Regions from separate parts of the Sus scrofa genome. Here region 2 is linked to region 1. Evidence: chromatin contacts called from public HiChIP or PLAC-seq data. All regions are on one chromosome and are shown on one strand. Each heading gives the region's core, a stretch centred on a gene start, on an enhancer-like site or on the middle of the called end of the contact. The rest is flanking DNA. Distances are from core to core; before and after follow the strand shown.

The links. HiChIP or PLAC-seq counts read pairs in DNA pulled down with a chosen protein or histone mark.
Region 2: a contact with region 1 is called in an H3K27ac HiChIP or PLAC-seq map of alveolar macrophages. The contact joins the promoter of ADIPOR2 here to the enhancer-like site in region 1. A contact is called at or near these places in 1 of 5 promoter capture datasets (liver), 8 of 47 Hi-C or Micro-C datasets (epiblast stem cells, fetal liver, heart right ventricle and 3 more) and 2 of 2 datasets of contacts at active chromatin or transcription factors (alveolar macrophages and skeletal muscle).

The regions. Positions count from the first base shown.
Region 1 is chr5:68,736,242-68,741,904 of Sscrofa11.1, reverse strand. No RefSeq gene overlaps it. Among named protein-coding and RNA genes, the nearest start is that of ADIPOR2, 44 kb to the left of the region's middle. Within about 2 kb of position 1,709, at least 21 of the 83 cell types and tissues checked have an H3K27ac peak or open chromatin away from gene starts, as enhancers often do. A contact at or near this core is called in alveolar macrophages, fetal liver, liver and 2 more, where this site is marked.
Region 2 is chr5:68,779,360-68,784,791 of Sscrofa11.1, reverse strand. It overlaps ADIPOR2 (adiponectin receptor 2), which reads right to left and starts at 1,993. Exons shown (of 7, transcript NM_001007192.1): 1 at 1,823-1,993. The coding sequence starts at 1,993.

The DNA.
Region 1 (5,663 bases), core at 460-2,959:
TTGTAACCCCAATTATACCTCATGTTTCTGGGTTTAGGGTCAGATCAACAGCTGGAGGTCACTCAGAGTTAATCCAGGTGAACCATGGAGGTTCAGCACAACCAAACGTTCTGGGTGGCCTGGAATTCACTTTGCCCTGGTGTGTATTTATAGGCTGTCCTAAAATTGCACCAAGTACTGGCACTACTGTTGTGACCTCTTACAACCTTGGGGTGCCCAGCACAACCTGGGCTGCTGAGACCACTTGGGCCCTGGTCTGACCTAACCCTAAGGCCATTGCAGGGGGTGCTGGCACAGGGGAGCTAGGGCCGTGGTGACTTTTCACTTCTTTCTCATTCTTTTTAGCTCCTTAAAATACTCCCATGGGAGTTAGGCTTCTCACAGTAAAAGGGAAAGAGAAGAAACAAAAATGAAGTGAACTTGATGCCATATGGAGTATTTGAAAGTTGCTAAGAGAGTAGATCCTAGGAGTTTTCTGGTGGCTCGGTGAGTTAAGGATCCAGCATTGTCACTGCTGTGGCTTGAGTTGATGCTGTGGTGCAGTGATCCCCAGCCTGAGGACTTCCACATGCTGTGGGGCCTGGCCAAAAAGAGAGAGAGAGTAGGTTCTAAGTGTTCCCTTCACAAGGAGGAAAATCTTTTAAATCTCTATAGGGTGATGGATTTAACTAAACTCACTGTGGTCATCATCTCACAATATGTGCGAGACAGGTCGCCATGCCGTTGCCCTAAAACTTACAGAGCACTGTGTGTCAATTACATTTCAAAAATGAAAAAGAGAGAAAGAAAGAAAGAAAGAAAGAAAGAAAGAAAGAACCCACTTCTTTACATGAAAAAATACAAAAAACAAAACAAAACAAAAAAAACACCTCAGTGTTCAGATTTCCAAACAATTTCCTTGCCCCTCTTTTGTTAAAAGATAAGCAGAAACAGTAGGTGTTCTGAGAGAGAAGATTTTTCTTAGCCTTTCTGGCCTGGACAGTGTCTGAAGTTGTGTACAGTGAACTTTGCAGAGGACACAGTTTCCCAAGATTGTTTAGCTCAGAGTGAAGGACATGGCACATGGGCAGGACATGTGACTGTCACGCAGGGCAGGTTCTTCGGACCAGTCACCCTGCATGCTCATATTTTGAGCAAACACTGGGACTTGGGTTTCTAAGCACAGCCAGCTTTGTAGGGGTGACACCCCAGTCACCTCCCTCTTCCAGCCGAGAGTCACCAGAACACAATGTCCCCATCTTATGAATGGGCATTGTTCTCAGAAAGAATTCCTAAATACTTTGTTTAGAACTGGAAGGCATTTTCCCAGATAAACTAGAGTATGCGTAATCCATACTATTCAGGGCAGCCCAAAAGGACCAACAGAAACCCCACCCTGAGTAGAGACCTGCCTCTCAGGAAACACCTTCCAGTTTGCAAGCTGAGGTCCTGGGACCCTTCCCTACCACCGCAGCCCCTCTGTGAGCAGGGCCACCAGCACGTCCCGGCACCAGGCTGGGCTGAGCCAAGGGAGGAAGGTGTTCTCTGCTGTGGCCTTGGGCCCCCCTGAGGACACAGTCCCGCCCTCCTGGTACAGACTGGTGGCCTTACTGCTTTGAGGCTTTGCGGACACAAGGGGATCCAGCAGTCAAGACAGACTGGAGGGCAGGAAAGCTGACATTCCGGTCCTGGGAGCTGGGGCGACATCTACAGAAGAGACACACTCTGGCCCTGGGGCTGATGTCCAAGGCCAGGGTCCCATTCATGGACCCAGGAGATGGGTGACCTCCTCTCCCCACCCTCATTCTCCCACCAGCTGAATTCTTGTCTTCTGAACTCAGATCCTGTGTGTTCACAGAGGGACAAGCAGTCAGCAACCTGTCCCCTTCCCTCAGGCCTCTCCCTGGTGACTGAAGGGAAGGGTGCTTTTTATTTTCTTGGCTGCACCCAAAGCATGCGGAAGTTTCCAGGGCAGGGATCACACCCACGCCACAGCAGTAACAATACCGGGTCCTTTAACCACTAGGCCACCAGGGAACTCCCTCCATTTTTTCTTTTCTTTCTTTTTTTGTTTTTTGGCCACAGGTACAGCAACACCGGATCCAAGCCAAGTCTGCAACCTACTCCACAGCTCATGGCAATGCTGGGTCCTTAACCCACTGATCAAAGGCAGGGATCGAACCCGCATCCTCATGGATACTAGTCAGGTTCATTTCCGCTAGGCCACAAAAGGGACTCCTCTTTTACTTTCTATGCAGTGGGTTAAGGCTGGGCAGGCAACCTCCCAACCCATCTCCTGGCTCCCACCCCTACAACCTTCCCTGGGTTACCTCAGTTCAGGCCTCTCCCTCCTCCTGCCACCCCCCACCCTCCAGGGGCCACGGTCCTGCCTGGCCCGAGGGCTTAACTCCTTATGCTGTGTTAGTTACATTGCCAGAACAAATTAAAATTTTCAGATAATCAAAAACAAAACAAACAAGCAAAAGGAACCCAACCGTTTTATGTAAAATGAACCCACCATGGGGCCTCTCTCTGTAATTCACACAGGCTGAGAATTACGGAGCTAGTTCTGCCATCCCGGCCTCACAGCGCCCGACTCAAGGCTTCCCCATCCCCTCTCTGTTTCAACATGTACACCAGATGCCCTTTCTTCACTCTGTGCAAATCTGTGTCCTTGGCTCTGCACGCCTTGATCTCTCACCTTAGATTCAGGACGGCCAAGTTCCTTCAGCTGTATGCCCCTATCAGAAGTTTCCTGACTCACCCTTCTTGTTCAAATTCACAGTGGCAAGATGGGGGAAGATTACTGTACACACCTGAGGCTCACAAGGAAACACACACCTCTGTTGCAGGTGACTACATCCTGTGATTACCCAGACATCCGCTGAGGAACCAGAAGGAGCTTGGAGTCGGTCAGCGTCAATTAGCAGCTGTGTGAGTCAGAGGATGTTACTCGACCTCTCTGAATCTTGTTTTCCCACCTGTAACTTGTGGATGGTAATGCCTACCTTGCAGAGGTACTGAGAGAATTATATACAATACATGCAAAGCAGCTGGTACAGTAAGGCCTCCACATGGTAGCTAGAGTTATTCCCACCTCGGCAGTGATGACCTTCAAACATGCAGAGAATTCGGCTACTTAAGAGCAAGGGCTAACCCATGCCACTTCCCGGCCTGAGCTCCACTGTTGTCACCCACATCTGGCATGCTGGCCAGACTAGGCACTCCCCTCATCTTTATTCCACACTCAACCTTTAAAAAAATAAGTAAAACAGGAGTTTCCGTGTGGCTCAATAGGTTGGGGATCAGGCACAGGTGGGTGCTGTGGCAAGGGTTCAATCCCTGGCCCAGGATTTCCTCAGGCTGCTGGTGGGGCCAAAAAAATTAAAACAACACTGAGGCTGATCTAATTCTTCCCAAATTGGTCCAGAGGAAAAATCTGAAGCTCCACTGGGCTGCCTGCAAGGACCATATACCCTTTTTTTTCTTTTTTTTCTCTTTTTAGGGCCACACCTGCAGCATATGGAGGAATCAAATTGGAGCTGTAACTGCCGGCCTACACCACAGGCAGGTGGGATCCAAGCCTCATATCTGTGACCTACAGGTCACGGCAACATCAGATCCCTAACTCTGAGAGAGGCTAGGGATCGAACCCATGGATGCTAGTCAGGTTCTTAACCCGCTGAGCCACGATGGGAACTCCCGCATGCCCAACTTTTTGAACCAAGGTGGGAGTCGCAGACCCTCAGCTGCAGCTGATGAAACAGTGACACCATGTGGCCTCACAGGAGCGCAGCGCAGCCCAGAACCGGCTCTGCGGGAGCCTGGTCCCAGCCAGGCTGGGAGAGGGGTTGGCTGTGTCAGGAAATGAAACATGAAGAAACAAAGCACCTTACACCTGCGAATGGACTCACATCCCACTCCCTGAATGCCCTTTCCGTCCACAGTCTAAGATTCCCAGGCTGGACAATCCATGCTCTCAAATCAGAAGGGACAAAAATCACGCTGGCCATTTATAAAGTCTCAAACACGTGCTGCCACTGCTCCAGAGGTCGTGGGACATTTACAGGAACATCTTGCAGTCCTTGTCCTACTCGGATATTTCTTTTTGGCAAAGGACTCAGACCTTGCAGAACTGGGATCCAGCGTTGTCACTACTGTGGCTCAGGTCACTGCAGTGGCACAGGTTCCATCCCTGGTCAAGGAATTTCCACATGCCCAGGGCATGGCCAAAAAAAAAAGAAAAAAAGAAAAACAACTTATGGTTATCAAAGGGGAGAGGTGGAGGGGGGATAAATTAGGAATGTGTGATTAACAGATACGCACTATCATATATAAGACAGACAAACAGCAAGGACCTACTATATAGCACAGGGAACTCTACTCCATATTCTGTAGTAACTGATATGGGTAAAGAATATGAAAAAGAATGAGTTTATAACTGATTACCTTGCTGTACACCTGAAATTAACACAATGTTATAAATCAACTATACTTCAATATAAAATAAAAAATTAAACTTTAGGAGTTCCCATTGTGGCGTAGCGGAAACAAATCCGACTAGGAACCATGAGGTTGCGGGTTCGATCCCTGGCCTTGCTCAGTGGGTTAAGGATCTGGCGTTGCCGTGAGCTGTGGTGTAGGTCGAAAACACAGCTTGGATCCTGAGTTGCTGTGGCTGTGGCATAGCCCAGTGGCTACAGCTCCAATTGGACCCCTAGCCTGGGAACCTCCATATGCTGCAGGTGCGGCCCTAAAAAGCAAAAATAAATAAATAAATAAACTTTTAAAATAAAAAAAAATTCTTTAAAAAAATTAAATGGCCTCTGGGAATCCAGCAAACCTATGGGAGAAGACAATTTCAAATCAGGGACTTGCAAAGGAGTTGGTTGTTCTAATAGGCAGAACAGAGCAGAGTTCCCGTCGTGGCGCAGTGGTTAACGAATCCGACTAGGAACCATGAGGTTGCGGGTTCGGTCCTGCCCTTGCTCAGTGGGTTAACGATCCGGCGTTGCCGTGAGCTGTGGTGTAGGTTGCAGATGCAGCTCAGATCCCTGTTGCTGTGGCTCTGGCGTAGGCCGGGGGCTACAGCTCCGATTCGATCCCTAGCCTGGGAACCTCCATATGCCGAGGGAGCGGCGCAAGAAATAGCAACAACAACAACAAAAAAAAGACCAAAAAAAAAAAAAAAAAACCAGAGCCCCCAGTCCCAGAAAGCATATTAGAGGGCCTGGGGCCCCTAGAAACAATCTACATCCTTTTGGCTTTAAAATAAAGTTGCTTAAACAGTTCCCCTTTCTCTGGTGTCTTTTATAGGGCCGTACCTGCGGCGTATGGAAGTTCCCAGGCTAGAGGTATAGCCGGAGCTACAGTTGCCAGCCTCCACCACAGCCACAGCAACTCGGGATCCAAGCCTCGTCTGTGACCTCCACCACAGCTCACGGCAACGCCGGATCCTTAACCCACTGAGCAAGGCAGGGATTGAACCCACAACCACATGGTTCCTAGTCGGATTCGTTAACCACTGATCCATGACAGGAACTCCTCTCTGGTATCTTTTCTTTTACAACTTGGAGCAGCTGCAGCAGGTCCTTCTACGGTTTGCAGGCAGGCACCATACTTGGGCAAACTCCCAGACAGCAGTTTCCTACTTGCTTCGGCTGTGACTGCTTTTCAGGCTATTT
Region 2 (5,432 bases), core at 744-3,243, 43 kb before region 1:
CTGGTCTGAAATGCTTCTTTTATGCTTTTATCTATAGAAGCTTACAAAACACAAACTATAAACTTGAACAAATATAGTTAAAAGAGCCAAGGCCTTAGAGTCAGAGGCCTAGAAGTAGTGGTCTTTCCTTTTCAATCAATATACGACATCACACATCTCAAAAAGAATTTGACAATGGGAGAATATTGGACCAGGAGTCTAAAGATCTGGATTATCTAAGGCTTCCTTGCTAATAATCCTTGTCCCTGTCACCCTACATTCCCCCCCACACCAAGCATTTTGCAGGTTCACACATCAGTATCACCAGTGTCTACACATTAGCTATTAGCGTTCTTGTTGAGGTGCAGTGGAAAGGAATCCGACTAGTAACCATGAGGACATGGGTTAGATCCCTGGTCTCGCTCACTGGGTCAAGGATCTGGCGTTGCCGTGAGCTGTGGTGTAGGTCACAGACGAAGCTCATGGCCCACATTGCTATAGCTGTGGAGTGGGCTGGCAGCTGTAGCTCCGATTCAATTCCTAGCATGGGAACTTCCATATGCCATGGGTACAGCCCTAAAAAGCAAAAAATAAATAAATAAATACATGACTCCTATTCCCTGAAAGCATCATGCTATTTCTTGCTTCTGTGTCTTCACATATACTATTCCCTTGGCCTGGAATGCCTTCTTTTTTTTTTTTTTGTCTTTCGTTGTTGTTGTTGTTATTGTTGTTGTTGCTATTTCTTGGGCCGCTCCCTCGGCATATGGAGGTTCCCATGCTAGGGGTTGAATCGGAGCTGTAGCCACCGGCCTACGCCAGAGCCACAGCAACGAGGGATCCGAGCCACGTCTGCAACCTACACCACAGCTCACGGCAACGCTGGATCGTTAACCCACTGAGCAAGGGCAGGGACCAAACCCGCAACCTCATGGTTCCTAGTCGGATTCGTTAACCACTGCGCCACGACGGGAACTCCTGGAATGCCTTCTAATCCCTCCTCTTAGCTAACTTTGAAATGCAAGTTCTACCTTCCCAGATGCCAACCTGCCAGGAGAGGTTCCCCCTGTGCATATAGTCACATGGCAGTTAGCAAAAATGAACTGATTTACTTGTCTGTCTCCTGAACTAAACTACACAACCTGCTTAAGGGCAGAAACCATGTCTTATCTTTGTACTCCCTGAGTGCCAACACAAAACATCTCAAAAAAAAAAAAAAAAAAAAAAAAAAAAAGTAAATAAAGGCAGGAGTTCCTGTCGTGGTGTAGCGGAAACAAATCTGACTAGGAACCATGAGGTTGCGGGTTTGATCCCTGGCCTTGCTCAGTGGCTTAAGGATTCAGCGATGCCATGAGCTGTGGTGTAGGTCACAGAGGCAGCTCGGATCTGGCGCTGCTGTGGCTGTGGCGTAGCTCCGCTTAGACCCCTAGCCTGGGAACCTCCCATGCCGCAGGTGGGACCCTAAAAAGACCAAAAAAATAAATTAATTAATTAAATGTGGTATAGTCACATGAAGAAATACTACAGAGCAATGAAAATGAACAATCTATAGCTACACAAAGTAAATACAGATGAACTTCACAAACATGATGATGAGTGAAAGAAGCCAGACACAAGAGTATATAATGGATATGTGGTAACTACAGAAACCCACCACCTTTCTTAAATAAAACAGATAAGCACAGTTCTCAGTGTCAATAGAAAAGGCGTAACTAATACCTAGGTAACTTAAGAATACAAAACTTCAAATTATCCTGAACAAAACCTTACAAGGTTCCTTTTCAAAAGGCAGTGTTCTGCCTTTCCAAACTCCAGCAAGATTCCCACACTTTTTTTAACTTACTTTTTTATGGCAGGAAGAAATGACAGTTGCCTCTATAACAGGATCCAAGGCTCCTTGGTGGATGTCATTGTCACCTCTTCTTGTACCATCAGGTTGGTGCCCTTTTCTGAGCCTTATACCTGGCTCTGGAGTCCTGCTGTACTCCGATCGGTTTTCTGCTGTCTCGTTCATGGGATACCCAAGCCCTTCTTACAGAGAGGTCTTTCTGTCCCTTCTTCTCAGGAGGGTGGACTTTTAGGATAGTGAGTTGACCCTAAGGAGAGAAGTTTTGAATCAACATTTGAATGAGTTGTAGGGAAGACATAGGCTGTGTTATTATACACTAAAACTAGAATTTTCCGCAATTATTAGGAATAATAAATGTATTTAAAAACTTGCATTTATTGTTAAAAGACTGCCAAAATGTACTTATTCTTTATTTTTTGTTTTTTAGACCCACACCCGTGGCACATGGAGGTTCCCAGGTTAGGGGTCTAATCAGAGCTACAGCTGCAGGCTTACGCCACAGTGACAGCAACATCAGATCCGAGCCACGTCTTCGACCTACACCACAGCTCATGGCAACACTGGATCCTTAACCCACTGAGAGAGGCCAGGGATCAAACCTGCAACCTCATGGTTCCTAGTCGGATTCGTTTCCACTGTGCCACAACAGGAACTCCGCCAAAATATATTTTTAAATGAAAAAAAGCAGGCTATAAAAGATAACATGTATAATGTTCCCACACAGATTTTATAAAAATAAGTTTATATGTACGTGGAACAACTAACTGTGCTCTTGGTACAGGAGTACCCAGGGCAGAACCTAGGGTCTGGAGTAAGAAGACTTACTTTCCATCTTGTCCTGCCTGAATTTTTTTTTTTAACCATATGCCATATAATATTTTTTCAATTAAAAACATACCTATAACTGCAGAAAGAATGTAAGTTTTCCATATCCAACCTCATTTAAATCATGATGACTCTTCAGGGTATTTTCATTTCTACTTCACAGGCGAGGAAACCAAAATTCAACACACTTTTATGAAATAAGTAAGACAGTGTCTCTGACTGATGTGGCATATATTATTGGCAATGTTTTATATTTTAGGTTGCTTGCTTAATGTCTGCAATGTCAATATTTCTGAGCTGTTCTGAACTAACTCTAGACTACCCTAGAAGGCAAGAAACTGACACCAGAGCACACCGCTTTTATATCCCTGTGAGCTCCCAGAAAGTGTTATGCATATAAATATTTAAAGAATGTGACAAGTGGTATTTAAATGTTTTTAAGTGGTAAAAATACTTTCAGAATTCATCCATATTCCTCTAAATTGGATCTCATAAGTTTCCTAGTGGGTCAATAATTTTAAGTCCTTGGCCCTTTACTTCATAACTCATAGTACAAAAGCTTAATTTATTTTAGAGATTTAAGATACATATCCAAATAAGGTGATTATCACAGCCAATCCAACTAGAAAGACTAAAACATGAAGAAGCCAAGGTACATGTTAGGCTCATAAATCTCATGAGATTCAAAATTCTTAAGAGGGGAGAGGAGGAGTAGGGCAAAGTGGAAGGCCTGGATGCAAAAAAAAAAAAAAAAAAAAAAAAAAAGAGGGTAGGAGTTCCCGTCGTGGCGCAGTGGTTAACGAATCCAACTAGGAACCATGAGGTTGTGAGTTTGGTCCCTGCCCTTGCTCAGTAGGTTAATGATCCGGCATTGCTGTGAGCTGTGGTATAGGTCGCAGACGCGGCTCGGATCCCACGTTGCTGTGGCTCTGGTGTAGGCTGGCAGCTACAGCTCCGATTAGACCCCTAGCCTGGGAACCTCCACATGCCACAGGAGCAGCCCAAAGAAATAGCAAAAAGACAAAAAAAAAAAAAAAAAAAAAAAAAGGGTAAAAGGTGACTAAGAATTAACTGAAGAGTTTGAATTAGACTACTGTTTGTTTCATACATCATTTAAGTTTGCTGGAGATGTTCTCTAAAGTTTTTAGAAGAACAAATGCAGTCTTTAAGCATGACCAAACCTGGGCCTAAACCTATCACGAAGAGCCTGAGCCAGTGTATTATAATACTGAGGTTATAAACTATGCTACTGATGCCCATCTTAACGAGCAAACAATGCTACTGACTTAGATTTCTTTATTTACAGCTCACAAAGCTGTTTCACACTCATCATTTCATTTTGTTCCATATGCTAACATTTATTGCATATGGACTCAATTAAAAAAAATTTGGGGGTGGGGGGTGGCCACACTGTGGCATACAGAAGTTCCTGGGTCAGGGATCAAACCACAGCAGTGACAACAACAGTCTTAACCTCTGTGCCAAAAGGAGAACCCTGAATTAAGTCAAATTCTGTACCAGAGAATTTACATGTGGTATCTCCCATATCCTTCACTTTACAGATGTGGAAACAGACTCAGAGATTAGGTAACTTTTCCAAGGCCATTAGTCTGTTGCTAAAAGCAGCTGGAACAACGAACTGTCCAGCCAATTGTGTTGCTAAGAAGAATAAAAGATAAAGTATTTGGGGAGTTCCCATTGTGGCGCAGTGGAAACAAATCCCACTGGGAACCATGAGGTTTCAGGTTCGATCCCTGGCCTCACTCAATAGATTAAAGATCCGGCATTGCCGTGAGCTGTGGTGTAGGTTACAGACGCGACTCAGATCTGGCATTGCTGTGGCTGTGGTGTAGGCTGGCAGCTACAGCTCCAATTAGACCCCTAGCCTGGGAACCTCCATATGCCGTAGGTGCGGCCCTAAAAAGACAAAAAGACAAAAAAAAAAAAAAAAAAAAAAAAAAAAGATAAAGGATTTGGGACTAGGCTTCAATTTGCTCTAAGATTCTTAACAGTAAAAAGGAGTGAGATGGGAGATGGAAAGTGAGGCTTCAGGAGTTCCCTGGTGGCACAGCAGGTTAAGGATATGGCGTTCTCACTGTAGCCGCTTGGTCGGTACTGGGGTGTGGGTTCAATTCCTGGCCTCAGAGCTTCCACATGCCACGGGCAGTCCAAAAAAGTGAGACTTCAGAGTACCATTATCTGTTAATCAGAGTTAAACTTTATTCTGTTTCTTCAGAAAATGCTCATTGGTCAAGCTTTTATGAATACTACGCTGTATTACACCGAGATAAGAAAAAAAGAAAGAAAAGAACCCAATACAAACAAAACAGCTGCAGGAAGGAGCAAGTAACTAAGAGGTGCTGAGTGTGTGAATAAATGTAGAAGTCCTACACAAATTCAACCAGGTACATTTTCAGCAAGGAGAGCAGATTTAAGATCTTTAAAAATCTCTGAGGACCACCCCTGGGCATCTATACAGAGAAAACCATGACTTGAAAAGATACCTGTACTCCAACATTCACTGCTGCACTATATACGTAGCCAAGACATGAAAACAACCAAAATATCCATCAACAGAGGAGTGGATAAAGATGTGGTACACATACACAATGGAATATTACTCAGCCATTAAAAGGAAAGAAATAATGGCTTTTGCAGCAACATGGATACACCTAGAAATTATCATGCTAAGTGAAGTTAGTCAGTGACACACCAATGTCACAGGCTGTCACTTACTTGTGGAATCTAAAAAAAGGACAAAATGAACTTCTTTGCATAA